Regions from separate parts of the Mus musculus genome. Here region 1 is linked to region 2. Evidence: chromatin contacts called from public promoter capture Hi-C data. All regions are on one chromosome and are shown on one strand. The core of a region is the stretch at or near the end of the contact, and the rest is flanking DNA. Distances in the headings are between cores, read along the strand shown. Region 1 holds the start of Ffar3 (free fatty acid receptor 3). Region 2 holds the start of Upk1a (uroplakin 1A).

Region 1 (2,700 bases), core at 101-2,600, 240 kb after region 2:
ACCTGCAGACACGCTGGAGCCTACTCCTGCCTGCCCCTGGAGAGCTCTCCGCCAGCCATAGCACTGAGCCAATGGTTCCACCCCCTCCTGCGGTCCACTCTTTTCTCTAGCTCGGACACTCCTTGGATGGCTCTTCTCCATTCTTTACCTTCAGTTCCAGGCTGACTTGCTGAGTCCAAGGCACACAAGTTCTGAGCAGCCTCCCCAGGAGTTGATGAAAGTCGGCTTGGAACTTGGAGGAAGAAAAGTAGAAAACCAGGGGGTCGATACAAGAGTTGAGGGTGCTGAGGAGGAGCACGTAGCTCCGCCAGGACGGACTCTCACGGCTGACATAGCCCACCACATGGGACATATTATAGGGGCCGAAGCAGACGAAGAAGATGAGCAGTGTGGCTGCAAGAAGCCCCATTATCCTCTTGCGCCGGCGCCGGCTGGCCCCCCGGCTCAGTATCCACACCAGGCGACTGTAGCAGTAACTCGTGATACACAGGGGCACCATGAAAAGGACCACAGCCATCTCTAGTCGTACAGGCAGGAGGATGGCCAGCTGGTCCTCCCGGAATTCCAGGTAGCAGGTTCCATTGGTCCCCTGGCTGTAGGTTGCATTTCCCCAGTATTCAGTGATGTAAACCACACTACAGTGAGCCGATGCCAGGAACCAACAGACTACACTGACCAGACCAGCCTGGGCCAGCCGGGGCCGGGTTTTGTACCACAGTGGATAGGCCACGCTCAGAAAACGTTCGATGCTCACCGCCGTCAGGAAGAGGGAGGTGAGGTAAATAGTGGTGAAGAAAAGGAACCCAGAAAGGGGGCAGAAGATGAAGGGCAGAAGCCATCTCATGCCACATGCTGCCTCCACCATGCGAAACGGCAGGAAGAGGAGCAGGAGCAGGTCCGAAATGGTCAGGTTTAGCAAAAGTAAGTCCACAGCCACTGGGCGTCGGCGCAGCTTGCCCACGAAGACCACCAGGGCCATCACGTTGAGGGGGAGTCCCACGAGGAACACCAACAGGTAGACGGAAAAGAAAAGCCAGTAATTGCCAAGAAAGAAGCTTGTCCCCATGGTCACAGATGCTAATGAGACAGAGAGGAATGTGTTGAGAGTTGGGGTTCCCTCACTGGGAGACTCTTACCCATCAGGCAAGATTGCTGTCTACACTGCCTACACCCCACCACCATAGCTCCACATGCTCTCCCCTGCAGGTGGTCCTGCCTACCTCCCTGGTTTCCTGTCCCTCACCCAGTGTCGACATCACCAAGGTGCCACCTCTGTGTGTAACCCTCAGCCCCACACTCACCAGAGTATTGGACAACTGGCACTCTGCTGCCCAGCACCCGGCTGGCTCCTGCAGCACCAGGCTAGTAAGCTAGCTGTCCAGCAGAAATGATAAAGACTTGATGGTGCCTATGACGTCACTCCACTCGCTGCAGAACTGCACAAAAGATGCTTTGAGCTAGCTATCAGGGCTGTGTCCATATGCAAAAAGAAAGGACAAATTCCAAGGATGTGTGCATCTCTGCGCAGATGGTCAGTAGCAGAGAGGACCTACCTCCATCCTGCTTTGCCTTTATCTCCTTCTCTTAGATCTCTCATGTGCCTCTTTAGAACGATGCATATCTAGTGCTCATCAGAGTGGGAAGTAGGAGGCACAAATGGAGGGCTGGGATTTGCAGTCAGCTCTGTTTCCTGCTAACTCTGTGATCTGGGAAGGAATGAGCTCAACCCTGTGTCTCCCGCTCTATAAAACAGAGGTACTAATTTAATTTCATAGATTAAAGCATGCACGTTGGCCTGGGATATAGCTCGGTGGAAAGAGCACTTAGACTGGGCTCAGTTGGTAGAGCACTTGCCGATCCTGCCTGAAGCCCTGAGTTCCAGCCCCAGCACAGAGAGCAGGTGTGTGTGGTGGTGCATACCTGTAACCCAGACGTTAGGGAGGAAGATCAGGAGTTCAGGGTCACCATCAACTCCTAGCTACACACAGTTTGAGGCTAACCTGGGCTAAATGAAACCCTGTCCCAAATAAAACGAAGCATGCTAAGTATATAAAGTAGAGTCTGCCTCTCTTCCTGCAGGGGTCCTTGTGGTGCAGGAAAAGATCTGGGATGATGGTGGTGAAGGTGCTGGTGCTGGTGCAGATAATAGTGACAGCAGTTATCTTTCAATGGGGGCATAATCCACAACAGGCCCTCAGGGTACCACTGTTTTATGTCTACCATCCTTTCGCTCATGACAGGGAGGTGGCTCTCCAGGTCCCCTTCCTTCTTAGGCATCCCTTCGGTGGGGTAGGGTGGGGGAACATGTTTTGCATCTGGCTCTGTTTATCTTCAAAGATAGCATACCCATTTGCTCACATACTTATGGAACAGAGCACCAAACCAACAAGCGCACACCAGAATGGCTGTCAGCAGAACACTAGTCGGAACCAAGTTCCGGCAAAGATGGAGGGACAGCGCAGTGTTTGTTGATGGCTGAGGGGAACGCACCATGGGATAGCACTTTGGAAATCAATTCGGTTCAACTAAAAAGTTGAACATACATTTACACAATACCAATAATTCTGCTATGAATATTTATTGAAGAGGCTTGAACACGCGCACATTCTCAAACACTGGCTCATGCGTCATCCTCATCCCAGACCTAGTGACCTTGGCTCACAGGCGGAAATGACCCCTCAACAGACAGATGCATCGGGA
Region 2 (2,700 bases), core at 13-2,512:
CAGGTGTGTGCAAAGCATCCCTGTTCCTCTCTTCTCTCTCTCTCTCTCTCTCTCTCTCTCTCTCTCTCTGTCTGTCTGTCTGTCTTGCTGATGAGAAAGCCAGGGATCACAGAGGTGATACTGATGGCCTCCAGTCCCATAACTAGCAGAGCTGGGATATGAACCCAAGCCTGCCTGGCTCAGGGCAACACCCAAGCATCACATAGTTTTCCTCTTTTAAAAACCAACATCACAACATCAGCTGGACAGTGGGGGCGCACACCTTTAATCCTAGAACCCAGCGGGCAGAGGCAGAGGCAGGAGGATCTCTGAGTTCGAGGCCAACCTGGTCTACAGAGTGAGTTCCAGTACTTGATACTTGACAGATTCTCTTGACACTAATTCTCAACTTTCTCTTCTCTTTTCCCTTCTCTTCTCTTCTCTTCTCTTCTCTTCTCTTCTCTTCTCTTCTCTTCTCTTCTCTTCTCTTCTCTTCTCTTCTCTCCTCTCCTCTCCTCTCCTCTCCTCTCCTCTCCTCTCCTCTCCTCTCCTCTCCTCCCCCTCCCCCTCCCCCTCCCCCTCCCCCTTCCTCTCTCTAAACAGAACTTCACACACTATAGTTTAGATTGGCTTCAGACTCACAGCCATTATTCTCTGGCCTCAGCCTTCCAAAAGCTGCGATTACGGCTGTGTGTGTGTGTGTGTGTGTGTGTGTGTGTGTTTACCACTCTTGTCTCTCAAGCGTTTCCCCTGAGTTGTGGATGAATCTACATGATCCACAAGAAGGATTCCCAGAGAACAGGTTGCTCCCTCTGTAAGAACAGGTAGCTGGGATCCCCTTTAGGATCTGGGACTAGAGCCTGCAGCTCATAGACCTGGGATCTCAGCTGCCACCTCCCCACCACACTTTCCCGCTCCCATTATTCCGCGTCTCACCAAAATAATGATGTTGCCCACGACCAGCAGCCCCACCACCACAGGAGACCCCTTCTCTCCCTCTGTCGCTGCAGAAGCCATCTTCCTGCTGGGGACACAGAAGCAGGGCAGAAGTTAGGAGGGCAGGAGGCAGGGTCTACTTCAGACCCCATCTACCAGGAGATGCTCATGAGCTGCAGAGCCCAGGCTGGTGTCCATATGCCCAGAGTCCAACAGCTTAGCAGTGAGCCTTCTACAGAAGAAGAAAAGCCGAGCAGCCTCTAACTGCAGGGCAGCTGTTGCCCTCCCCAGCCCCTTGCCCTGTCAACCCCCAGAACACCTCCTCACCTTCTCTACAGAAGCCTCTCTGGTCAGCCCCAGCTACAGCAGCTCCCTATATATGCCCAAACCCCTCCTTGAGCCAGTCTCAGAGGAGGAGGGGGCAGGAGTTCAGCAGACTGACCATGATAGATTTTTATGAGCTCCTTGACACTCAAGTGATTTACAGACCTGAAATTCAGGATTGTGCTCCTGACTGGCCACTGGGGCAAGGTGATCTATGTACCCAGAGGCTCTAATTCCCAGGCTGCAGCCATGCCAGAGGGGTGGGGGTGGGGATGGGAAAAGTTAGCCACTTGATCTGTCCTTTCCTTAGGTGCACGGTAGGCTTTCCCGAGAGCAGGGGTCAGATCCATGACAGATCCTCGTGGGAATCCCACATTAGAAAACTGCCTTCTGTAGCTTTGGAGGCAGAGGGAGGACCAGAGAGAGACCCCACCCACACACCCACACCCACACAGCAGAGGATAATGGGGTGGGCTCAAGGCAGGGCTGTGGGAGGGAATTGAGGGCAAGGTGCAAGGCACGCTCAGAGGTGCTTGGTTATGGCTACAGTGGCAGAAGAGAATGGTGAGGGGTTTGAGATAGGTATGTATATATGAAAAAGGAGGAAGGAGTATGCTAGAAAAGGAAGGGGACATGTGGTATGGATGTGGTGGGAGAGGAACTCCTCCTCCCACCCGGGACGGCCGCGTGGACATACACACACACACACACACTCTTCAGGCTGAAGAATAGAAGGGATCTAAATTCAAGTCAGATACAGAAGTGCACGCCTGTAATTGTAATCCCGGTAGTGGGGAGGCGTAGGCAAGGAGGATTATGGGTTCGAGACCATCCTGAGCTATATAGGCAGAGAGGTGGGGTGAGGTAGTGGGAAGGAGAAACAACAACAACAACAACAACAACAACAACAACAAAAGCAAGCATATCTAGGCTTAATTCCTGCTGTCTCCTCTAGCAGCGTAACTAAGCGCACATCTGCACCGTCCAGGTCAGGAAAAGCTTCAGAGGTGTGGTGAATGGGTAGAGCCCGAGGTCTCTCGGACAGCGCCCTCTGGTGGTCGCTTAAAGCAAGAGCCCGGCCCCAGAAATTCTCCAGGGGTTTTGTTAAATTCTCTTTCCCAGTGGTGGCTTTCCTATCTATTGCAGAAGGCGGCAAAAAAAAAAAAAGGCACTTAAAATTCCCCTGCCAAGACAATGGGTTAGCTGAGCGCGTGAGATTAGGACAGGAGCATCTTGACCTCAGGGTCATGTTCAGTTTCCCTGCCTTGGTGTATGCCATTAATCCCGGCAGAGAGAGTTCGAAGCCATCCTGGCATTCATGGGGAATTCCAAGTCAGTCATAGCTACCCAATGAGACCCAGCCCTTAAAACAAAACACCAGGCATTCTTGGTAAGAAAGCACATGAGGTGTTTTCCAATGTAATTGGAAATTATCAGCTTCCTTTAGATTTAAAATACCTG

Evidence for each region. Promoter capture Hi-C pulls out the DNA fragments that hold promoters and counts their contacts.
Region 1: a contact with region 2 is called in a promoter capture Hi-C map of pre-B cells. The contact joins the promoter of Ffar3 here to the promoter of Upk1a in region 2. A contact is called at or near these places in 16 of 39 promoter capture datasets (the 3T3-L1 cell line, the C10 cell line, the HPC-7 cell line and 12 more), 7 of 484 Hi-C or Micro-C datasets (the Ba/F3 cell line, bone marrow-derived macrophages, brown adipocytes and 4 more), 11 of 115 datasets of contacts at active chromatin or transcription factors (bone marrow-derived macrophages, cardiomyocytes, craniofacial prominence and 6 more) and 4 of 9 other capture datasets (adipose tissue, liver, macrophages and 1 more).

Annotation. Positions count from the first base shown.
Region 1 is chr7:30,854,828-30,857,527 of GRCm38.p6, forward strand. Ffar3 (free fatty acid receptor 3) reads right to left here and starts at 1,351. Exons shown (of 2, transcript NM_001033316.2): 1 at 1,302-1,351; 2 at 1-1,077. The coding sequence starts at 1,066. The coding sequence ends at 107.
Region 2 is chr7:30,611,472-30,614,171 of GRCm38.p6, forward strand. Upk1a (uroplakin 1A) reads right to left here and starts at 1,263. Exons shown (of 8, transcript NM_026815.2): 1 at 1,243-1,263; 2 at 916-1,003. The coding sequence starts at 996.